Linked DNA regions of Sus scrofa: regions 1 and 2 are each linked to region 3. A link is a contact called in public HiChIP or PLAC-seq data. All regions are on one chromosome and are shown on one strand. Each heading gives the region's core, a stretch centred on a gene start, on an enhancer-like site or on the middle of the called end of the contact. The rest is flanking DNA. Distances are from core to core; before and after follow the strand shown. Region 1 has its middle 73 kb from the start of NRP1. Region 2 has its middle 130 kb from the start of NRP1. Region 3 has its middle 280 kb from the start of NRP1.

Region 1 (4,454 bases), core at 753-3,252, 200 kb before region 3:
ACAGTGGGGGAGAGCCAAGGCCCTGAGCAAGTACTTCTGAGAACTATCAGGTATCCTTTGTCCACATGGATGCGCCTGAGCTTAGGATGTCCATTTCGAAATGGGCACAATGCTGGGTAATAAGAAACAGTCCAGTGAGGGGAGAGGTGACACCTAAGTTAAATGCATACAGATCCAGGTCATGAGTGGAGAGCCAGAAAGGGCTTACCTGCTGCGTCTGAATCAAAAGAAGCATATGATAGGAAAAGCCATCCCCCTTCCAAATTCCTAGGCCGTATAATACATAGACTGTTATCAAAGCTTGTATAGATGAGAAAAAGAGAGATAGATGATAGAAAGATGATGGTAAATAAATAGAATGTAGATGATAGAGCTGTAGATGCATGAATGGATGGATGGATATATGCATACCTACATATGGTATATAATGAATTTTGTATTTAGTAAATAGCCATTAGCATTATCTAATATCAACTGAGTGAATGGGAAATTTGTGGAAGAATATGGCTCCTTTGGATTCATCAGCTGGCCACCTGGTGGAGATCCCTTAGAGAAAAATCAGGAGCCCACATAGGTCGGTCTGGGATAGAGTGGTTAAAGGGAGTGTGGGAGATACGTCAACCCTGATTTTGCACTTACGGATAACTGAATAAGAGGGCTGTCAGAGAAGAAGATGGAAGGTTCTCAAAAGCAGATGCCGTCTATGTTTAACTATGGGGGTGGAAAAATCATTTAAAGGAAATCCAGGAGGCGCAAGGTTGAGCACGAAGAAAATGAGAATGAAAAGGAAATATTACCAAAGAGAGGTCTGTTGGAATGCTAGGCTGTTAGGCTAAAATTGGCAAAGGATACTCATTACCCAAAGCACAGGGCTCCTAGCAGCAGACTCAGCATTTGCATAGCGTTGGGTCCATATCGCATCTAAGAAAGAGATTCTCACGCTCCCAGACTTATGGGGTGAAAATAACCCCCACTCTGTGTGCAGCGCTTTGCAGACCCCGATTCTCTATCTGGGCTTTAGTGCTGTAGAGGGTATCCCAGCCCGCAATCCACCTTGGTATATTCCGTTTACACCACACGGAGAAATAAAATGTATTTCTAATTGGCTTTCTAATAAGTACTAATTAGTTCAGGCCTTTGTGATCCATAAAGAGATAAAGAGTGTGCTTGCATCCTTCCATCAAAGTGCTAAAGCTGCAGCTGGCAAAGTATCATGCTGCTTTCTCTGCCCATCTTTGGGCAGAAATTGAAATTACCTCCATGAAAAATCTCATTTCGTTTTTGCTAATATGTATTAAAATCGAAGGGGGGAAACAGCGCAAGCAACTGGGACAGGGTTCCCAGGAGTGGTCTGAGGGGACCGGTTTGGGGCAACATCAGGACAAGAACTGCCTCCTCCTGGAAGTACTAGTTAACCTGAGTATTGAGTTGTGACGTTATACAGCCTCAGCCATTTCAGTACCTCTTTGTATTGAAGGACTCTGAAGGTGGTACCTAAGAGTTCCAAGTCAAAGTGAGAAAGTGAAGGCATCATGCTGGCGGTTACAGACGAAGGGGTTAAGCTGGACTGGAGGAAATATGGTTCTTCATAGCTATACGATTCAAAAGGACCTTCCAGCTGAAGAGCGAATGTCAAACATCACAGAGGAGGTGTCTGCGACCAACAGAAAGACTTCAAAAAGCTGGGTCCAGTGCCCTTGTGCCTATTTTAAGCACCGGTCCAACTCCACTGAAGTTAGACAGATTGGTCCCCATGTCCCAAGTCCCTTCCCCATTCAGTGAGCCAGGGAGACACGGTTTTCAGTGCAGGAACAATCCCTGGGAAGCAGCTGAGACCGTCTTTCTCTCGCTTCTGCTTTTACCTGGGTCTTAGGAAATGTACCATGTTATCCCCGCAGAAGTTTCCATAACACAAACATTTCCTCAAGGCTATTCTAGGGCTGTCCACTTCCCATTTCCTGGACAAGGTCATGTACTTAAAGAAACAGCAACATTGGCGCCTGTGGCAGTGTTTGTTGTGATTCAGAACAAGAAGTGTTGCCAGATCATTTGCCATGTAGTAACAAAATCTGATGCAACCTTGCAGTTTTTAACCAAACTGTTCTGGAAGGAATACAATACATAGGATAGGGCTCAAGCTTATGTTTTCTTCAAGTTAAAATAAAACTTTTAACAGGTAATACATTTGCACAAAAGGAGGCGCACGCACATTTATATCTGATTTCTCTGGGGGGCAATAATGAAAATACTAAGATTAATTACTAGATTTAAAATATTGTTGAGGCCAAGTCCAACCTTTCTCAGCTTGAGCCATGAAAGGAATTTCTTCTGCATCCTTACATGGAAAAAGCTATGTAATATAAAAGACTAAAACCTCAATATTGTGCCTCCAACATATACAGTTGCAAGATTCATGTGGCTGTTTTTTGTTTAACATCCCTCAGTACTAACCTTTTTAAAAAAAGTTTTACTGAAGTGCAGTTGATTTACAAGGTTGTGATAATTGCTGCTGTCCAACAAAGTGACCCAGCCACACACATACACATATCCATTCTCTCTCAGATTCTTTTCCCCATAGATAATCACAGAATTCTGGGTAGATTGCTCTGTGCTGGAGTTCCCCTCGTGGCGAAGGGGAAATGAATCTGATTAGGAACCATGAGGTTGCGGGTTCGATCCCTGGCCTCACTCAGTGGGTTAAGGATCTGGCATTGCTGTGAGCTGTGGTATAGGTTGCAGATGGGTCTCAGATCCTGTGTCGCTGTGGCTGTGGTGTAGGCTGGCAGCTGTAGCTCCAATTTGACCCCTAACCTGGGAACCTTCATATGCCGAGGGTGCGGCTCTAAAAAGAAAAAAAAAAAAGAATTCTGGGTGCTATACAGCAGGTCGCTGTTGGCCCATTGTTCCCTGTACTTCAGTGCGCATGGGTCGGTCCCAAACCCCCAGCCCATCCCTCCCACCCACCCACCTGTCCCCTTCAGTAGCCATAAATTTTTCAGAGTCTGTGAGTCTGTTTTTGTTCCACATATAAGTTCATTTGTATGCTATTTTTTTTTTTTTTAAGATTCGACGTATAGGTGATATCATAGGATATTTGTCTTTCGCTGTCTGAGTAACTTCACTTAATATGATAGTTTCTAGGTAGTGCTCAAGCTTCAAGTCCAATGTGTCAAAATGAAATAAACCTGGGAGTTGAAGGATGCTGTAGTGAGTGGCAGAAGACAAGATAAAAAGGAGGGTCATGCAAATATCGTAAGATCCTGACTTTTGTATTAAAAAATGAAAAGTCAATCTAAGAGAAAAAACCCCGCACGAATGGAGTACATCTGTGAGAGAGGGCTGTGGCAGAGGGGACCGAGGCAATAAAATATTTCCTCCATAAAATTTTAGATTCTGAGGAACAAGAAGAGATAAGCAGAGGGAGGGGGTAGGAAGTCGGGGTTGTGTACAGGTGGAGCAGGAAATTATTTCAGCCTAAACTAAAGTCAGAGTGGAAGTGAGAAAGAAAGCACTCGATTGGTAAGATTCCTGTTCAGGAAGTGGAGCGAGGGTCCCATGGGAATGAGTGTGGCCGAGGAGGAAATGGAGAAATAATAGATGATTCCAGGCCCCTGAATTTGGGAAGCCGGGAGGTGTTGCTGACAGTTAAGAAGGGGATGAAGGCGTCTCAAAAAGGAAACAAACAGGGTTCATTTTTAGGTTGGTTATTTGATGTATGGGGAGAAACATTTAAAAGTCAAGACTTGAGGGAGGAGGTGTCTAGGAAAGAGGGCAGAGGGGATCACGACACCCAGGGGACAACTCCGCTCACTCCACACGCGGGAAGAAACGTCTCAAGGGCCGAAGTGGGCAGGAGGTGAAAACACACAGAACACGAGCACCGCTGCCGGGGGTTTATGAGATGGATTCATTGTCCAGACTTTATCGTTTTCTGTGCATCTACACCTGTGCATCTTTCCGTGCATTTGTCTGAATCAATATGCTTGTGGAATCTGCTTTTTCATAGCGTCAAAGAATGAACTTTGGGTGATGATGTAAAGGCAGGATTCCGGAGCAGGGACGGGAAGAGCTCTTGAATCAAGCGAAGGATTAAAGTCAAAATTCTCATGGATCGAAGGGAATGAAATTTTATAACTAACCAGAAGGAAGGCAGCACGGAGGGCAGAGAAGCATGTGCAAGATGAACATAAGACTGATTTTTGAAAGGACAGGGGAAGTAGCAAAAACACCGATGGAGGACATCGGTGGAGCCATGAGAGTGGAGAATGAGGGACAGAGGAAAAGACAAGTGTTCTGGAAGGGAAATGTCTGGGGAATCAGAGGCACATGTTTGGCCTAAATGACACCCAGATGGCCAGGGCCACCTGTCCTCTCCCTAGAGAGACAAAGGCACCCCCCCACCCACCCTATTCTTCTCAGGAGTTAAAGGCAGAATCAGTGCCTGGAGACTCCAC
Region 2 (4,253 bases), core at 1,156-3,655, 150 kb before region 3:
GGCATAATTTGTCTGCTTCTACCCACTCCCTTTGCCCCAAGTCCTTGGCTCTCTGTGCTCAACAGAGCAAACGCCCTCTCTGACTTTTTAGATGCCCCACCCCCACCTCTTTTAATCCTGTTTTCACATTTTTGTCAGCACTGAAACCACAGCTCTTATCCTGATAGATTAAATTTTTACAGCCACTCTTCATGGAATTTGGCTAATTTTAAACTCACTCAATGCCTTTTCTCAACTTAACAAGAGATATTTGTGAATGCTTTTAGATTTTTATCTTTCTTATTTTCCAGACCATTTCATTGAAGAAAATTGGCATTTTGACCTCAGTTTTGTAGAACTGGAATCAGAGGAACACAGAAGTAATCATCTTATCCAAGGAATGTAGGGCTCAATTGCAGAGAATTAATTAAAACTATCATGTCTTTTCTTTAGTCATTCAGCTGTAAATGTGTTTAATGACCTAGTGTCTGCCGTTGGCCACAGTCCTGGAAACACTTTAAGAGAACAGGAATTTTCTCACTGTCAGCCTATAAAACAAAGTGTTTGGGGAGCCCAGGAGGCGGTGCTGGGTGACAGTGGACTGGGAGTGGCCAGAGTTGGGAACTGTTAAGATTCCTGCCTGAGTCTTGTTTCTGGGCAGGAAGAGTTGGTGAAGGTCAAAGTCAAACTTCTTGGCACAATTATTGAACCCTGCAGCAAAAGCAGACGAAAACCTCTGGTTGGGAACTCAATTGCCAATGCCCTACATGGATGCTTGAGGACCATTTTGGTTCATTTCTCCAAGACTAACGCTGATTGGATACCATCATTCCCATTGTTCCACACATCTCTCTCCCTCTCCCGGGATGAAGGACTGGAAATAGCCTGGTCTTCTGTACCAAGGGTATCCAGCAAGCTTCCACAAGGAAATGCTAAAGTTTAATGGTCTTTTCCACTGATTACCCTGGAATTAAAATTACATAGCTCTTAGTAATAATAGTAGTGGCAACAGTCATTGCAGGTTATCTGTCGCTGTAGCCTTGGATAATTTAACTGGTGGTGGTGACGCAGTCTCTTAGGGAAGGAGGCTCCTTGGCATTGAGGCCATTCCAAGGACAGTGGCTTTGAACGATCTGCCTTTTAGGTAAGTTGGAAAAATTTGGTACTCAAATCAAAGCAAGTTGAAAATTTAAAAAGCTATTTTTCATGCCATCTGAGGTCCTTTCAAGAGCATGTGAAAAAATTAGGAAAGCGGGGGAAGGGAGATAATAAGTATCCAACTTAAGAAAACTGGAATATTAGAGCTCAGTTTCATTCTGCTCTTCATTTTTCTCTGAACCAGGTCACCTCTTTCTAATTATGACTGAAAACTACTCAAGCGTAGAATTATCACAGCATTTAAAGACTGCTGTGTTTAGGGGCTGCCATTGTCCTATAAAAATCTGCATGTAGAATTGAGCTCTAAGCCAAGGATATTTGACCTCTGCTGTACCAAGGGCCCCATTTGCGACCTCCCAGAAGCCCAGTGGCTGTTCCTTATTTGCATATATATTTACATAAATCTACATATGCATGGTTTGCAGGTTTGGACCATGAGTTGATTATGTCTTGTTTGCCCTTAAAGTTTAGAACTGAAAGCAAAGGTGAAGGTTGTAACTATCCAAGAGAAAAACTATGGTTGTCCAGGAAATTTCTTTTAGGGGTATCTTCCTGAATATCTGAATATGTCTTTTAAAAATGAGGACGTAAGTAAAACTCAAGTTCTTTGGGACCTGAAAAAACCTGTAAAAATACTTTGGTAGAACCTCTGCTTTTCATTTCAGTGGGACCATCATGAAGCATCTCATCTATCAATTAAATGTTAAGTATTCTTAAATAAACATTATTAGAGATGAGTTCTCATCTTGAAAGTGATAGATGCCACTCATTCAATGATTAGAGAAAAAATAAAAGGGGCGTCTTGGTTTACAGGCCATCGCTAGAACAGAAATCCAAAGCTGGACCATTCTAACTGAGGTCACCCCTCTGGATTCTTATGTCCTTTTTTTTTTTTTTTTTTTTTTTTTTTGTCTCTTTGCCTTTTCAGGGCTGCTCCCACAGCATATGGAGGTTCCCAGGCTAGGGGTCTAATTGGAGCTATAGCCACTGGCCTACACCAGAGCCACAGCAATGCAGGATCCGAGCCACGTCTGTGACATACACCACAGCTCACAGCAACACCAGATTCTTAACCCACTGAGCAAGGCCAGGGATTGAACCTGCAACCTCATGGTTCCTAGTTGGATTTGTTAACCACTGCACCACTCTGGGAACTCCTGGATTCTTATGTCTTAATCCCACTAGTCTCCCACCTACCCCACTTCACCCTGCCATCAGATGGCCAGTTTTAAATCTCATTGCATCTTCACATGGCAGAGAGAGGAAGTAAACTCTCTCAGGACTCTTCTAAGGGCACTAATCCCATTCAAGGGCTCCACCCTGCTGAGTCATGACTGCAACTCCACAACTGTCTTATTTAAAAACAAATAAAAAAACAAACAAAACCTTCTTAGAATAATTACCCACTGATTTCAAATATAAGTTGACATTCATTTGCACTCTGCTTATTTTATTAATGTAACTATTTGTTGTATTTCAGAGTTCCCACTGTGGCTCAGCAGGTTAAGAACCCAGCTAGTCTCCATGAGGACACAGGTTTGATCCTTGGCTTCACTCGGTGGATTAAGGATTTGGTGTGGCAAGCTGTGGCTTTGGTTGTAGATGTGGCTCAGATCCTCTGTTGCTGTTGCAGTGGCTGTGGCTGTGGCCAGCCGCTGCAGCTCTGATTTGAACCGTGGCCAGGGAACTTCCATATGCTGCAAGTAGGGCCCTAAAAAAGAAAAGAAAAAAAAAAAAAGATTTGTTGTATTTCAAAGTTGATGGGAAAAGAGCATCCATGTAGGTTAGAAATCTATGCAATAGTCCATACTCAGGCAGCATTTTCATGACTCCAGTAACATTCAACACTATGTCGAGTTCACATGTTTAGATAACAGTCTTTTGTTGTTCTTTTCCTGCTGCGTGATCCCCAGAAATGTGTTCCTCCAACTTGGAATTAAAAAAAAAAAAAAAAAAGTCTTTAGATTCTCCATGGTAAATATAAATCTTAGAAAATCAAATTCCAACTAAAGAAATATGGTTTGGATCAAAGTAACTAAATTATTAATCTGGATCTTTCCCCCAAACTGGAGCCAACCCAAGTCCAAGTCCATGATATATAAATAAAAGGCCAGATATTTAAAGGGAGATTAATTCTTCCTTATTGTTGATGTCTTCATGCTGACAGAGAAGACAGGGACCAATGATAGAATACTAAAAAGCCATGTTTGGGTATTTTTAGTCTGATTAAAATAAGGAATGATTCAAAACGTTTTCCAAATTGTCTCTTCCCACAGACTCCTACAAAGCTTCCAGCCTGATTTTCCGGATCTGAGAAGCTCGGCCAAATGCTCTACATGTCGAGGAGCCTCTTCCATTCAGACGGAGCCTTCCAATCAAAGGTGACATCCCACCCGTCTAAACAACATTTTTTGGTGCTAGACACACAGACCACAGATGGAAATTGTCTTTTAGTGTCTTGGATGGGAACCCCCAGCAGCTCCCAGGGACTGATGGAAGACATGAAAATTCACACTGCAGTCGGCAAAGCAACACTTTACCTTCTGAACGATGCTCTTAGGTGGGAGAAATCACAGGCAAATTCTGACTTATGGGAGGAATGGAACCGAACAGGAAGCACATGTGCCCTCCCACCTCGCCCCCGGAAGGAAAAGCCTTCTTCCAGCCCCCTTGAAGTCGCTTCCTTTTCAAAGGGGCTGGCATTCCGGACTCCCATAGGCAGGGAGGGAGGGAAGCTGGGTTACGACTTGAATCCTGCCATTTCTCCACTGGATTCCTAAGAAAGGCTGGACTGAGAAACACATTTGGCGCTGATAAGACAGAAATGCAATAGCTCTTCTGAGCCCTTGCATCTTGCAGGGTAACTTGGACCACGCACCCACGCCGTTTTGGCACCTCTGCTAGTCTGACTCATTTCCTCTACCCAGAGGAGAAACAGGGACCCCTTGGCCAAAGCCTTTACCTTCACAGCCAGGGGAGTCGGCATGTCTCCAGATTCTAAGATGCTTTGGGGACAAACCCCCAAGCCCCTCCCCAGATGAAGTTCTTTCCTAATTCTGGGTACAGTCTGAGTTTTATATCAGTGCTTGGGTGAATTCAGTGCCTCTACATAAAAA
Region 3 (4,370 bases), core at 1,777-4,276:
GTAGTTTCCTTTTCTGGTTGACTTTTCATGGGCTACCTGCAAAGCAGAAAAAAACACCTGTTGCTCTTGATGTCTTCCTTCCCATGGAATTAATCCTGAGGCTCGTGAGAGTTTCAGAGGTGGTTGGGTTCTGTGAGCCCTCAGCTCTCCTGGGACAGAGCCCGACCCCCACCTGGCATGTTCCATGAGCTGGCACTTCTGGCTTCAACCACACCTTGGCCCCAGTGGCCATGTTCAGGGTTGAGCATCACACTACTAATGAAGAAGGCATTAACGAGGGGCAGAAATCATTTGCACAGTTCACTAGGGCCTTGACCACCAGGTGCCGTTTGAATATGGTCAACCCATCAAAAACAATGCTTTTAAGTATTCTGCTACCTTGAGATATGCCTCCAAAGCTGACATGCTAAAATAAATAGAAACTCCATATAGGTGGAACATAAAAAATCCATAGCCTTTTGTGGGCTCATTCTTGCTTTCCCTCCCTGAAGAAAGCCTTAACAGAAATGTATTCTCATTTTTAAGACATGAGAGATTTGGGAAGTTGTCGATCAGATGCAACTTAGATATGGCTTTTTAAGAAATGACCTCAACTTCTTTGACACTGTTCCCCTGAGAGGTGGGGTGTGGGGCCTCTTCCCTTGAATCTGGGCAGGCTTGTACCTGTTTCGACCAATAGAGTAAAAGATGCTTTGTGACTTCAGACCCTGGGTCAGGAAAGGCTGGGCAGCTCTTCCTCTGATTCTTTGGAACGTCCTTTCTCTGGATGCTTCTTTTTGGACCCAGCCCCCTGGGTCCACGTGTCAGGGCTCAGGGGATGGTCCCAGCTGAGCCCGTGTGCCTGGCATGTGAGTGAGGAAGCTTCAGTTGATTTTGGCCTCCAGCTTTTTGAGTCACCAGCAGCCATTCACATCTTCCCAGCTGAGCCCCAAACATGACAGAGCGGAGACAAGCCATCCTGCTGTGCTCTGTCCAAATTCCTGAGCCATCATCAGGGAGCATCAATAAAACAGTTACTGTAGATGTATTCAGGTCACTGCATCCGCAGATAACTGGGGCACATGAAATAACAGCCAGCCAGAAGGTGAGTACATAATAAAAATGGAGCTGGCTTCGTATATTCCAGCCAAATGATTTGAAAAGGGAAAATATACCCAAAAGGCCATAGTTATGTCTTGGATGCTAGACTTAGATGAAGACATAGAATGTGGCTTTATTTGCTCTGCAGCTCACACAAGGTTTAGAAGGATAGAAAAATGTGGGATTATGGAACCAGCTCAATAAGTTCTTGTCAGACTGATATGATGAACCAAATCTCACAAGATGAAATATAACAGAGATAAATGTAAAATGTTCCATCTGTGTTAAAAAATAAAGAACCTCAACAATATGATGTGGAGAAGACATGACTGAACTCCCGGCAACATGATAAAAGGTTTATATGTTTAAAGTAACCTCACATAAACAAAGGGCCCAAGGATATTGCCTTGAGAAAGAAAGTGGCCTGAGGCCTCATGAAAAGGAAGGAGGTCTCCAGAATAAGGAGCTGGATGGGGTATTGAATGGTTCTCCTCTGCTCTCCGGAATCTGGAGAGCATCCAGAGTGGCCATTTCTCTTCAAAGCCAACCAAAGCATGCAGCCTGGTCTAAAGGATACTTGTGAAAGCATCTCTCATGGGGAATGAATGGGTGGAGACTCTGGCGTATTTACTTGGAAAGTATGTATGTTTCATAAGACTTGCCTTTGATTTTATGGAGGCAAGTAAAGCTACAGAGGATGAGAATTCCTGTGTGAGGCGCCCCTAAGATGGGACCGTGAACCCTCCTAGTGGAAACTCCAGAGAGCTACCCTGAATCAGTGTAAAGAATTTCACACAAAGTGATCCATCCCATCCAAAGCTGGAACTAAGTGCTGAGAGTGGCGGTGATATATCTCCAAATAAAAAGTACTTGGGAGAGATGGTGGAGATGGGATTCAAGAACTAAAAAACTTTAACTGTCATGTAAACATTGCGTTTCTCTGCTTCTTTTGAAATCATTTCTTGCTCAACTTGTTTGAATAAAATATCACATATCCACTCATCTGTCCATTTATTCAACAAATAATTAAATGCCTGTGAGTGAGGTACTGCGCCAGGCTGTGTAGAGGACAGAAGAGTGGCTAAAAATCCACTCCTACCCTCCAGGATCTTATCGTATGATCAGTGGCTTGACATAAATATTGGAGTTAAAAAGATAAAAGAAAAACCTTCAAAGAAAGAGAGTCAAACTGCTTCTAATCACAGGTAGAGTGAAGCACAATGAGTCTGAAAATTTTCACGGCTGCCTTTTAATGTGTCTGAGAAAGACCTCAACCTACAGTGTAAATAAGAATCTCACATCACTTCCTTATTTGCATCAGCGTCAGGCTCAGTGTTTGGGTTCTGCTTGAGAAATATATGAAATTTATGTTGACATTTTATTTTAGAAGCTCTCATTCCGAGTTCCCCAATTCCCAAATTTTCTGATTTTGATCCCTTCCAAAAGAGACCTTAGCAGTAGAAGGCAGTGAGGAATTAGGAAGGTTATTGAGTGTGGTTCAAGAGAAATGAATAGAAAAGTAGGACAGCCCTCAGGGTGTTCCAACCAAATACAAAGATTGTAATATTTACCATTACTCTAATAATGTGCCATTCATTGTAACTATCACCTTCATGATAATTACATCAGTTTGCCCAGGAGAATGCTCAGTATCATATAAATTTAAGGGACTTAGTTCACGTTGGTTTAGTTTTGATCATATTGTCTGCTCTCTTATTGCTGCAGTTGAAATCTCATTCCCTGCCCCCCTCGCAAGCACAGACTACTGGGTGCTTTGACAGTTGACATTAGGGCTCTTCCTTGGCCAGCTGTCAGAGGTGTCTCTCCCCTGGAGGCAGCATGCATTATGGAAGTGACACATCTGTGCTGCTCCTCCCAGCAAGGCAGCCATGGCAGGCAGAGTTGTGAGCTGGCAGCCCTGGCTTTCCCGTGCCACCAGCTGCGACAAACTTAGTTCCTCAGCTCTTTGTCAGAAAGGAGAACAAAGAATCGGGGAGGAATTTGGACCACCTCAACTTTGGATTTTGAGAAGTCCAAGCATGATTTAGTTCCCCTTATCATCCACAGCTAGAGTCATCTATTAAACAATGCTGCAAGATGGCCATTCAAAGCAGAGGGAGATCAATGAATGGGGCAAGTCTTCATTCTTTGCTAAGTTCTCTGCATATTGAAATGAGACCGGGATCCCTGCAAGAGCTGATGCGTCATCACGGCCCCGCCCTCCACCATCTTTAGAACGTATGGAAGGCAGCATCTGTCCACCTTCCCCACCTCCGGTCTTCTCGATCCAGACTAAACGAACTCCATTGCTCTTAGCATTTCTTATAGGGCCTGGTTTCCATCTTCTTGTCCTTGCTGCTGCCTCCTTGGACACTTTCTAGTTTGCTGACGTTCCTCTTCATGTGGTTTCCGGACTTTGATTCAATATTGCAGCTGAGTCAACCTCTTCAGGGAACAGTGCCGCTGCTACCACTTCCTTAAATTGGGCACATCCTTCCTAGATCTGACGTATTTATCTTCTGTGTCTTCATTTCATGCCCATTCCAAGGCCAAGTTCAGGCCCACACAGAGCTGTGACAGAAGCACTGATAAAGACCTTCCTCCCTGAAAATACAGATCCATTGTCCAAACTGCACCATTCCACCTAACTTCATTGTCTATTTATCTTCTTCCTAAGGATCCTGTTCATGCGTTCATGCAACAAAGTTTAATTGAACACCTATTCTGTGCTAAACACTGTGCTAAATTCTTTGTCAAAACCACTTCATGTTAAGACTGTGGCACCTTTCCCCCTCCAAGGGGGAACAAGCTGGGTTTGATGTGGTGAAACCATGCTTGTTCCTTGGCATGACACTCCTCAAAGTACTCACAAGCCCTCATGTAAATCATCTGTTCCAGGAGTTGCTGTGGGTCTCTGTGAAGCTTCCCAAACTGGGGCTCCCCTTACCTCCTTTACTCTGGTTTTTGAAAATCAGGCTGTTTGTCCATCTCCATTATGCTGGCTCTCAGTCTCATTAATTTGGGATGAAATTCACCTGGGCCTGGGGATCTGGACCCATTTTAAAGGTCAGATGATCTCCTTGCCCAACTAGGTTGCATCCTTCCCAGTTCTTGAAGGAGAACACGGGAGATAATGGGAACTGGATGAGCTCGATTCCCTCTGACAGCTGTGAACTTCACCCCATTGGGTCCCATCAGGGCCTTGTTCCTTTCTGCTTCTCCTCCAAACAAGGTTTCAGCTCTTCCTGATATCTGATGCTCCGATAATTTTAAGGAGTGTATCCCATATT

The links. HiChIP or PLAC-seq counts read pairs in DNA pulled down with a chosen protein or histone mark.
Region 1: an H3K27ac HiChIP or PLAC-seq map of alveolar macrophages shows a contact between it and region 3. The contact joins two enhancer-like sites. A contact is called at or near these places in 1 of 47 Hi-C or Micro-C datasets (embryonic fibroblasts) and 1 of 2 datasets of contacts at active chromatin or transcription factors (alveolar macrophages).
Region 2: a contact with region 3 is called in an H3K27ac HiChIP or PLAC-seq map of alveolar macrophages. The contact joins two enhancer-like sites. A contact is called at or near these places in 1 of 47 Hi-C or Micro-C datasets (embryonic fibroblasts) and 1 of 2 datasets of contacts at active chromatin or transcription factors (alveolar macrophages).

Annotation. Positions count from the first base shown.
Region 1 is chr10:56,501,424-56,505,877 of Sscrofa11.1, forward strand. No RefSeq gene overlaps it. Among named protein-coding and RNA genes, the nearest start is that of NRP1, 73 kb to the left of the region's middle. Within about 2 kb of position 2,003, at least 5 of the 83 cell types and tissues checked have an H3K27ac peak or open chromatin away from gene starts, as enhancers often do. A contact at or near this core is called in alveolar macrophages, where this site is marked.
Region 2 is chr10:56,557,591-56,561,843 of Sscrofa11.1, forward strand. No RefSeq gene overlaps it. Among named protein-coding and RNA genes, the nearest start is that of NRP1, 130 kb to the left of the region's middle. Within about 2 kb of position 2,406, at least 7 of the 83 cell types and tissues checked have an H3K27ac peak or open chromatin away from gene starts, as enhancers often do. A contact at or near this core is called in alveolar macrophages, where this site is marked.
Region 3 is chr10:56,705,340-56,709,709 of Sscrofa11.1, forward strand. No RefSeq gene overlaps it. Among named protein-coding and RNA genes, the nearest start is that of NRP1, 280 kb to the left of the region's middle. Within about 2 kb of position 3,027, at least 10 of the 83 cell types and tissues checked have an H3K27ac peak or open chromatin away from gene starts, as enhancers often do. A contact at or near this core is called in alveolar macrophages, where this site is marked.